2 separate regions of the Mus musculus genome follow, and region 2 is linked to region 1. The links are chromatin contacts, called in public HiChIP or PLAC-seq maps. All regions are on one chromosome and are shown on one strand. The core of a region is the stretch at or near the end of the contact, and the rest is flanking DNA. Distances in the headings are between cores, read along the strand shown. Region 1 overlaps Dusp22 (dual specificity phosphatase 22). Region 2 overlaps Exoc2 (exocyst complex component 2).

Region 1 (5,592 bases), core at 3,060-5,559:
TACATGAAAAAAAAAAAAAAACCAACAAAAACCCAAAAGCACAACTTACAGGTTTTGAGATGGTGTGTCTGCCGCTGGAATACACAGGTATTTAACTCCCTGTAGAAAGATGAAAAAAAATACATAAATGAAACTAAATAAGATCATACACAGTGGAGTAAAGTATTAAAAGGAACCATTTACTCAGGTCAAAAAACAAGAAAAAGGAGAAGTTGTTTTTTTTTTTTAACTTGTCTTTTGTTGCCTAGGAACTGAGGAAAAGCTCTTTAACTCGGGTTCCTGATTCTTTTCCATGGGCATGACAATATTCATGCTTTGGTTTGCAAGCAGCATATATAACAAATTTAAATACAATTTGAGGATCCAAAAAAAAAAAAAAATCAAACAACAACAAAGAAGAAACAGAGTTGGGTGTCAAGGCTCACAACTGTCCTCTTAGCACTTGCGCACACATGTTCCGTGTTGCTTTCGGATCCTGAATATCCCAAAAGGAGACAGTGCAGCTCAATACCTTCAAAACAGGCTTGAAGCAGAGAGTGATGTCACGCCATAGCTTTCTATGTTATCTTAGTGTCACAAGAATCACAATTCTATTACCAGGCTGTTGAAACCTGAAATCAATGTTGCCTGCTTTGCAGAACAACAGTAAAAATTTGAGCGATTAACTAATGTATTTCTTTATTTCTCTCTAATTTGAGGGAAAAATCTTTAGCTAAGGTAATGATTCAAAATTATCCCAAACTTAAGTCTTATAAAAAGAAACCAGGCTGGCTTATTTCTGTACAGTAAAGACAGACACTGTAGTTCTAAAGTCCTCAATGTCAATCAACAAAGGGCACACAGATTTCAACGTTCTTGGCAGAGGAGCATGGTAAAGGACAGATGAATCACTCATAAATCTTCTCCTGGATTTGCCAACTGTCACAGACTCTTGTTACCTCATCTTGGACAGTCAAAGACAACTGACTAGTGTGAGAGGCCAGCTTGATGACCAATAATGATGCAGATATAGCCAAGTCCCCTGGGAAAGGAAGCTACAAAGCCACCTGCTTTTTTTTTTTTTTTTTTTTTTGGTTTTTTGAGACAGGGTTTCTCTGTGTAGCCCTGGCTGTCCTGGAACTCACTTTGTAGACCAGGCTGGCCTCGAACTCAGAAATCTGCCTGCCTCTGCCTCTGCCTCTCTGCCTCTCTCTCTTTGTCTCTCTGCCTCTCTCTCTCTCTCTCTCTCTCTCTCTCCCCACCCCCTCTCTCTCCCCCCCCTCTCTCTCTGCCTCTCTGCCTCCACCTCCGTCTCCGCCTCCCAAACGCTGGGATTAAAGGCATGCACCACCACTGGCCCGCAGCCACCCGATTTTTAGATTTACTTGTTGTCTTTCTGTAAATTTTACTGCTGACCCAGTCACTCTGGGGGTCACTGGAGCAACAACAGGACAGCTATGATTCAGGCATCATGTCTACCCACCCTGATGCTTGAGTGAAGGCTCAGGGCCAGCCCTTCTATTTCCAGCAAGCTTACAGAAGGCAAGTTGTGGCCTAGTGGGAGGGACAGAGGATGGCAGCTCATGCTTTGCTGGGACAGGAGGAGGCAGAACACACTGCTGTATAATGAGAACGGTGAGCTGGTCCTGTGACTTCAGCATGGAGACCATTTCTCCAGCTCTCAGAACCTCTCACTACCTCTTAATCCCCTTAGTCCTTTTAATCTGCTGAAACCAATCTGTTGTCAGCAAATAGACACCTGAATGGTACAATCCCATCCCTTCCCATCTGCCATTATGGTGGGGGGGGGTTCATGGGAAAAACCCCTCAAAAATAAAAATCAACTTCCCCTCATTTCTATGTACCTTTTCAAGCTTTGAAAAAAAATTACTTAATCATAATTTGAAAGAAAATCATTATACATATAGCAGTGTTGTATCTTTTAATACAGTCTTCTGAGTCTTAGAGAAGATGAATTTAACCTCTGTTCATCCCCATAGGAGCACTTCACCCAAGAGCAAATGGACTTGCCAGAGTGTACGCTCTGTCAGCGGGGAGGGGAGGGGAGGGAAGGGGAGGGAAGGGGAGGGAAGCAGTAGGCTCTCCCTTGTATGGCTTGGACTTTCCAGTTCCACCTGTCCCCTTCTTCCCTGTCTTCATGTTTCCTGGGCCCCAGGAGCTGTGCTATGCTGGAAATACTGACCAGTTATTTTAAACATTTAAAGCTCTTCCAAACCTGGTGGCAAATTGCAGTATAACTTGAAGGGTAAGACACTAGAAAAGAAAGCACTTCTGCCAAAAAAAAATTCCTTTCCATCCTCTTTTCCCCTGAGATCTACATGCGTGTTGTCTAATACACACGCCCCTTGCTTCCTCCAGCTGCCAATGGGAGTCCCTCATTCTGTCCTTTGGCTCCTGAGTGAGAACTGGTAGTTAGCTGGTCAGGCTCAGGAGCTCGTGAAATCCCTCCTCCCAAATACTTCCTCCATCCAGAGGGACAGGATTCTCAAGTGTGCCACTGCCATCTCAGCTTGGCAACTCCCATCATGCAAAAGGCTAAGTGGACTCCTCTAAGCCAACACAGAAATGCCTACCTCTCCATCATGCTGCTGGCTGCTGGCAGAATCTGAAGTCAGCCCAGTCTGTATACTGGGAAGATAGATCAAGACAGAAAACACAGAGGATGGACACAGGTTAGGCCATATCGCATTTTTGCCTGCTAAGAGCATAAAGCCTTGACCACTTGTTAGCAGGGAAACTGGGAATCACTGTGTTTCCTTTAGGCTATACAAGACAGTGCCACATTTATTTGTGTGCTACCTGATGCACAGAGGCAAAGAAGCTTGGGCCCACGAAGTAGAACCAGCCCGGTGTGCAGGAGGCTCTACCAGCCATAGAAAACGGGTAGAAGGTATTCTCCCTTCTTTGAGACACAGGCTTAGGAAGTAAACTGTGGCCATTCTAGGGCCCTTGCCCCCACAGTGGAGACGGGCATGCGGCACCTTCAGTTTCTTACTCCTGCAACTTGTAAAAAGGAATGTGTGCCTCTCTGTTACATTTGGGTGCTGTGTGCAGTTAAACCAAAACAGAGAAAAAGACAAGACAATGCAGCATCAGAGATTATATAACCGCAAGACCACTTCACTTCCTGGAATGATCCTGGCCCATGGCTGGCACTGTTCAAAGTCCAAGAGCTGCAGACAGGTGTTAATCAACTCCATAGGGTCACAGTGTGAGATTGGTCTAGGGTGTGTGTGTGTGTGTGTGTGTGTGTGTGTGTGTGTGCTGTTAAGTACCACTGGGAAAGGAAGACAGCTGGTTTTTAGGCCATGCAAAGGGCATGATGTCTACATATGCTCTAGTGACACTCAAACCACTTCACTATGACCTACAATAAGAAATATGCAAATCAAGTCATTGAAGGAGTCAAAACTGTCAAAAAGGCTTAGCTGTTCGCCCCCCCAAAGCATCTATTTATCGTGACTTAGTCATTAACAAAGCACAGATATCTTTGAGGCTACAGAAGGCAGAACTAAGCTACCTAAAAAGGGCGTCAGATGTCTCACATGTGCACAGCTTTTAACAGTTAGTTACTAATTCAGAAAGCAGCACTGAGACCCCTGTGCCACCAGAAAGCTGGGCTGACTTAAATCAGCCTGTTCTAATGAGTAGAACGGACATTTCCTATCTATGAACTATACAAGGGGATAGTTCTTTGGCGAGCTTTGCAGAGTGAAGGATGAAGGGTGTGTGTGTGATGTTTTTAGTTACATTGTGTAAAGGATAGCAGGAAAGGAGGTTAAAATAAAGAACTTAGAGAAATCCAACTGAAAATCTACAAGTAGTAAAAATAGAAACAATGTTTCCAGTAGTATATATAGCAATTGCTATATATTTTCTGCTTCGTGTTCTCTACATTTTGAAACACATAAAAAACAAAATTGTTTTTCTTATTCCTTGAGATAAAATTCTTACAAAATATAGAAGAACAAAAATGAGTACTTTCTATGGTGTTTCAGAACACCAGGCTTCTGGGAAGCCAGTTAGCATCTATGGAGTTATTAAATATCAAGTCAAAACTTTTCAAACCACAGAACAGTTTCATGTTGCACTAAAGCAGGAAAACTGGCTCAGTTAGTGGTCCACTAGCGCTTTAAAAGTCACAGTTTCTATGGGACACTTCTTTGTCCTCTGTGGCCTCCTGAGGGGCCACCATAACCAGGAAACAGCAGCCATAGTGATGAGTTTGGCAGCAGAGTCAAGAAGCAAGGGGATGTGTAAACACTGTGCCCACAGTGTGGGGATGACACGCTCCACCGTCACCACTCCAAGACCCACATGGTGCAAACGCTAGAAAACACAAGGCAGAAGCACAGGACTTACAAGGGATCGGCCTGCCCTGAGAAGCTAGCTTCCTGCTGAAATTCGTGTGTTTAGGTTTTGAAATTACGTCAATAGACAACACTGGGTCAAGAAGAAAGTTAGAAAGAAATTACATATCACTGGGAGAGAAGAAAGTTCAGAAAGCTTACCAGAGGCTTGATCTGAACAAACCAGAACTGCCGAGGTCTCAAAAGTTCCACCATTTTTCAGTTTTCTGTTTCTGCAAGTATAACCACTAAAAGGCAGGGGTTTGCCTTTCTTTGGACTGAAACTAAAGATGACAGTTCAAATGCTATGCACATAGGCAGAGCCAAGCTTCTGATTACAAAACCAGGAAAGAGGCCAAACTCTTGCTTGTTTCAAGTGCAATTTCTAAAACTAGCCCCAACCCCAGACATAGCAAGAGTCTCTGAGAATCCAGGTGACCTGCCGTGCACAAGATCCAGCTGTGCACAACCATTCTTTCTCACAAGGAAGCAAGGGTGAAGCATGTATGAACAGAACTCTACAGCAACATGGCTGGACTCTGGGGGCATTATAGCCTGTACATACAATCTTCCTTACACACAGGAGCTAAAGATGTTCTTCTCATACAGGTGGCCTAGTAGATATTAGAACCTGGGCAGGCTCAGGGAGGGAGGCATGTGGATTAGCCATGGCAAAGAGGATGATGTCAGAGACAACTATTCCAGAATGTGGCTGGGACACACGGGTGGCAACAGCAGAGAATGGAGGCTACATATGTGCTCTGATTTAATCACTGCACACTGTACAATACCTGTGATAAAATATGTACAAATGCCACATATCTTAAAAAAAAACCAATTGCATCTTTATAGAAATACTAAAAACTAATGAAAGAGTATAAATTCTGGATGGGAATAGAAATCCACATGATGGAAAAATTATTTTAGCTGCCAAAAAAGATGCCACGATTAGATGTGAGCACCCGAGATAGGATAGGCTAACCAAGGGGCTTCCTCCTACAGTCATGGCATCTCTTTGACAACAAGCCCATTCATATTTCCAGAGGCCTGCTAAGCAGGTCTTCCCAGATCTAAACTTGCAAGGCCTAATGACACAAGGACAGACTAAACCTGAAACCCTACTAAGAACTAACTTCACCAGGCCCCAACCACCGGGTCTCCACTCCAAGAATGAAAAAATTAAAATTAAAAGCAAAATTAGAATTTGGACTGAGCTCATTTGCTCAGAACCTAGACCACGACT
Region 2 (5,548 bases), core at 2,551-5,050, 180 kb before region 1:
TAAATAAAACAATGACTGAGATAAACTTTACTATCTTTCCCTCTTGAAGTGATCAAATAAAAGTCAATTTTTAAAAACTCATCCTAATTCTGTGAGTGTGTATCAAAGGAACAAAGCTAGGCTTCTAATGAAAGTGATCAATGATGGGATGGGAGGAAAAGGGACTCAGAACATAATCTCTCACCTGAGCCTTAGCATACAAGAAGTAGACAAAGGAGTTCACACAACACACATGTTTCCAAAGGGAGGTTCCAAGGAGAGCCCTGGCATGCACAGGTCCTAGCGGGCTTGGGTGTCAGTGGATTGGGTTGAGGCTGGAGGCACTGTGGGTCAGCTGCCTTTTGGAGAGAATCTTGGGAGGAAAGCATAGGTCTGTGTGTGCAGGCAGAATAGGAGTGAGAGAGGTGGCAGTGGGGTTGGGGAAAAAGTAGTGGGTGTAGTTTGTATTCAGAGGTAGTGTGCAGGTCTTGCTGGTGAATCATAGGGAGAAATCAAGACAAGTGTTCAGATATAGCAATGAAACAGGCTTCTGGCTAAGCAGGTGCTGTCCACAAAGTTTCTTTCTTGAAGGAAACCTGCCAGGTTTCTGGTTTTTAGTGTACTGCATGAGAGGATCCTGTGAACGAATACTTAGGAGATAATAGGTAATCTAAGATCCCTGTATAAGTCTCAGAGGTTTTGAACTGCAAATCCCCGTAAGGGAGATAGTATTTGAAACTAAAGGCAAAATTAGTGGGAGGTAATAGAAGAGAAAAATATTTCCCATACTCAGATCAGACAATTGGTAGCTTTCAGAAGGCTACTGTGTATCACTCTGTGAGCCAAACAAAGCAGAAAGCAGAGCAGTAGAGCTCTGTGGTTTGTCTGGGTGGGAGAGAGAAACCCTGTGCTGTGGTACCTTCCTGGCTGTTGGCGGTCATCTCACCTGGGCACGTAGCCTTCATCCTTACAACATTCAGGCTAATCGTGCCATTTCCCTGCTTACTACACTTAATACACTTTGGTATCTTATATAATAGTATATAAAACTACTTCTCATGTAAGACAGTGAACTCAGGAGTTAGCTTTTTAAGTGATTATGATATAAACTTTTAACTTATATTTTTAAGTTTCAAAGTAAAAGTATATTTGTACAAAGAAGAATGATGAAAGCTTCACAGCTTAACATGAAATCTTAAGTCATGTAAGTTAAGGGTATGTGCTAGGTATATATTTGGTACTGGTTCTTAATCAGCAGAGTAGCCTAACCCTTCTTGTACTCATTCATGTCAATGATGCCCAGCTCCATAGCTCTAGTATGTGTGCTATATATGCACATATAGAAAGCATGACTTATATTCTCACATTGACTTCACGGGAATATTGTAATTATTTATGCGTCTCTTAACTTGAAAGGTCTTTGACATGTCTTTACACTTAGTCAACAGTACCTGAAAACTTTAAACTTAACAGATACATTTTGTGTTATGTTAATGAAGTATTAGAGTTTGTTCTACAGTACTTAATTTTGTTTTGCTTCTCTATCTGAAAAGGTCATAAGCTTGTCCTTTTAGGCCATTTTTATATAGTAGTATTTGGTTGTCAGAACATTTGTTAGTAAGAAACTAGCAGAAGTCCAGTTGAATAGATTCCTCTTAACTATGAAAACAGTCTCCTGTACATTACATTAAATAAAGAAAAACATAGACTTTATGAGTAAATAGAAATAAATAATTCTAAAATGATAGAATGTATTCACTCCTAAGATACACTGCGAAGAAAACAGTGATTTATAAATAAAAATAAAGGGACAGATGTAGTGCTTGTGTTTTTGATAAATATTTACCAATTTCCTTTGGCACAGATGTTGTGTGCTCTCCATTAGCTCAGCGTTTACTCTCCCTTTGTTGCTTTGCCAGACAGTGAGATGTGATGGGAAGAGTGCCGTCCTGGGCACGACGCACCATGTGGTTCAGTTGCAAGTTGAGCATTGATGGGAAATGGCACACCTAATTCACCTACGAAATTTGTAGTCTCAGCTTGGTTCTTGAGTGTGTGCCTCGATTTGTAGCAGAGCTTAGAAAGACGAAGGCTAACTCGTTTTGGAATAAGAAAGGTTTTGTTTCTGGTTATGTCTTAACATTCATTTAATCAGGTTAAGTCTCATGTCTTCCTGTATGGATGCTAAAGCATTTCTTAACTTTTCTAAGTTATTTCTAAAAGATAGCTAATTTTTTTTTGTCAATTTCTTAGACGGCTGAGAAGTCAGGCCAGAGTGAAAGATCAAAGAATGTGAGGCAGAGACAAAACGATTTCAAGGTGAGTGAAGGGTGAGAATGCTGACTTCTCAGAGCACTCTCTCTCCTGGCGTTATTGAAGACTTTACAGTCAAGATACTGTCTTATCATTTAGAACAAACTCTACCAGGTTGATGACCATAATGCAGTTTTGCTTTTCATTTTCTAGAAAATGATTCAAGAAGTAATGCACTCCCTGGTGAAGCTGATCCGGGGAGCCCTGCTTCCACTCAGCCTCCGAGAAGGGGATGGGAGGCAGTATGGCGGCTGGGAGGTGCAGGCAGAGCTTTCGGGGCAGTGGCTCGCACACGTTATCCAGACCATAAGGCAAGTGTGGGCACGTGGGAGCCATGCTCATGGAAAGGGCTCAGTGGGTTTACATGCATTTGTTTGCTGTAGTGGTTTTTAAAACAGTCAACACCCCAGAGTAAGATATGCTACTTAACATGTCATTGAGGAATTTATCTTCTGCCTCTCTGTCCTGAGGCTCCTATTTCTCACTTATCTAGCCAAGCAGTTCTTCAGCATGTCTGGTATATGTGCTGGATGAGAGTGTCATACTGTCTGTGCACCCATCTGCTGCAGAGACCCTGTACTGTTCCTGCTGCGCTCATGCTGTCACTCCTGAGCTCCGTGAGGCATACACACAGGACAGTCCAGGCAAGGCAGGGCTGCTCGGATCCCCCTTTTCTCACTTGTGTTTTATCTGTTTGCCAGGCTAACATATGAATCACTGACCGCCCTGGAGATTCCCAATGACATGTTACAGATTATCCAGGACCTAATTTTGGATCTCCGAATACGTTGCATAATGGTGACATTGCAGCATACGGCCGAAGGTATCTTAGTTTTACTGGACAAAGTTACCTGAGCTGGCTTCTTTCCAGCTTCCAAAGCCTTGAAAATGAGAGAAAAATAGTGTTAGATAAATTTGCACCTATTTATTCATTTATAGCTGTAGAATAGAATTTTTTCTTTTTTTTAAGTATCTTTTCAAAACAATTTAAGATTTAAGGCATTGCAGAAGTGAAGGTAGATATACTTGAAACTAAGAATATAAGAATACCTTTATAATAAATTTTAAATAGAAACTGCTGGATATAGAAATTTATGTAAAATATGGTCCCAGGTTAAAAACATGTGGATATTTTCTAAGTTGATTTTAAAAGTCACATGAAATCAGAACACCGTTAGCAGTGTTTCTATGAATATTAGAAATTATACATGCTTTTCTTTATATTTCCAGAATTTTCTATATAGAGCCACTGACTTAGTTGGGGTGCTCTTGCTATGAGGAAACACTGTGACCATGGCACTTCTTATAAAGGAAAACATTTCATTGGGTCTGCCTTACAGTTCAGAGGTTTAGTCCATTATCATCATTGTAGGAAGCATGGCAGCATGCGGGTAGACATGGTGCTGGAGAAGAAGCCGAGATTTCTACTTCTTGATCTGTAGGCAGCAGGAGGTGAACTGAGCTGCTAGGCTTAGTTTGAGCATATGAGACCTCAGAGCTGGTACCCAGTAACCCACTTCCTCCAACAGAACCACACCTACTCCAACAAGGCCACATCTCCCAATAGTGCCACTCTCTCTGAGCCTATGGGGGGCATTTTCTTTCAAACCACTACATCCTCCAAAAGTTATTTTTTATAAGTGACCTTTAAAGTATTAAGTGTTTAAAAAAAACAAGAACTTTGTTATAAACAGCATAGGCTGGTATCGTCTGCCACCAGGGTTCTAAGTGGGGAAGGCCTTGCACTGTAGAATTGGAAGTTAAAACATGTGTCAAAGGAGAGAATGGAATGCAGGTAAGAAGCTAAACATGCCTCCCACCTGCACCTACACAAGCCTGCCCTGCTGAAAGTTTAGGTAGGTGTCACTCCACGTGAGAGGTAGCCACCATTCAGGATCCAGAGGGAGGGCTCAACACTGACGCTAAGCCACTCAGAGCAGAGACCCTGGAGGGCTCGTTTTGCACAAGTCTAGCACTGCTGCAAAGAGTACCGAGTAAGCAGTCACTGTTGTGAGCAGCTTTTCTCCTGGTAGTGCATTGCATGAACATTTTGTTAGAATATGTGAGAAAAGCATAACTAAATCCTCAGATATACCAATATTGAGTTTTATCTCTGTTTTCATAAACATATGTAAAATACTAAAAGCTACAAACCTATAGATGTTTTTGTCTCTGTTGAAGTTCAGTGAGATAATTATACTAGAAAATATTTGTGTCCTTGTTTTCCATGTAGAGATAAAGAGATTAGCTGAAAAAGAAGACTGGGTTGTTGATAATGAAGGACTGACTTCCCTAGTAAGTTGGATTTCTTTTTTATTAGTCATTAGTGTTTATTATATAGAATAAATGTTTTATGTTAATAAGGGTCATACTTATTTTACACTATACTCTAGTTTCTAGAAATTATAAAGTAATCTTAAAGTATCCTTTCCTGGAGTCAGTTTTACTGACTGCTGATCACAGCCATCTAAGTGAGTGAAAGCGGGGGCTTGTTCACAGGCGCATGGCCTGTAGCACTTCTTCAGTCTACATTGCTTTTTTATTAGAGCGGGCTTATTTCCACACCACTTAGCAACTTACGGGCTTCAGAAAGTCAATGTTGGGGACAGAAGAATGATGTTTGCCCCCAAAGCTCAAAACCAAGCAAGACAAGAAGCACAAGCTGACATGTCTAGTCTAGAAACATCCTCTGTAGGAGGGGGTTGAGAATTACAAGAGCCTTTGAGAATAGGTCTTATAATTTTTCATGTTCTCTTGCCTGTTTGAAGGGTGCTCCTAGCAGTCTGATGGGGACCTAGTCACTACTGAAACACAGGACACAGGACAGGGGTTGCCTTTTCCCCTCACACTGGCCAGACAGCTCATCATGCGGCCAGCCAGGGTCACTGTCTGCCTTTGTGACTCTCTGCTCAGGTCTCTGTGTGGCTCTCCTGGTGGTTCTATTGGACTTACTCCTCTCAAGAAGAAAATACAGCAATCTCTGAGCTGCCATAGCCACTGTCTTAAGAGGCTGCTGGCTAGAGGGTGTCCCCGCGCCCCAGGAACAATGCTGCACAGCAGCCTATGTGGCTTCTGCCAGTGTCCTTCATGTCCTCCTTTGCAAGGGAGAGAAAATAAATTGTGGGGAGTGAAACTTCCAGTTTCTGCCAAGAACAGAGTGGCTTTGCCCCACAAGTTTTAAGCCATTGGTAAGCCAGGGGCAAGAGACCATACAGCATCATCTTTCCTGCCACCCTGCATAGGCTCCAGGTAGACT

What was found. HiChIP or PLAC-seq counts read pairs in DNA pulled down with a chosen protein or histone mark.
Region 2: a contact with region 1 is called in a BATF HiChIP or PLAC-seq map of CD8 T cells, with 5 read pairs. The contact joins two enhancer-like sites. A contact is called at or near these places in 1 of 15 datasets of contacts at CTCF or cohesin (large pre-B cells) and 1 of 115 datasets of contacts at active chromatin or transcription factors (CD8 T cells).

What each region holds. Positions count from the first base shown.
Region 1 is chr13:30,690,743-30,696,334 of GRCm38.p6, reverse strand. Dusp22 (dual specificity phosphatase 22) reads right to left here. Exons shown (of 7, transcript NM_001037955.4): 4 at 50-99. Among named protein-coding and RNA genes, the nearest start is that of Dusp22, 33 kb to the right of the region's middle. Within about 2 kb of position 4,309, at least 45 of the 459 cell types and tissues checked have an H3K27ac peak or open chromatin away from gene starts, as enhancers often do. A contact at or near this core is called in CD8 T cells, where this site is marked.
Region 2 is chr13:30,874,298-30,879,845 of GRCm38.p6, reverse strand. Exoc2 (exocyst complex component 2) reads left to right here. Exons shown (of 28, transcript NM_025588.2): 14 at 2,233-2,298; 15 at 2,446-2,603; 16 at 2,994-3,115; 17 at 4,526-4,587. Among named protein-coding and RNA genes, the nearest start is that of Hus1b, 71 kb to the left of the region's middle. Within about 2 kb of position 3,800, at least 5 of the 459 cell types and tissues checked have an H3K27ac peak or open chromatin away from gene starts, as enhancers often do. A contact at or near this core is called in CD8 T cells, where this site is marked.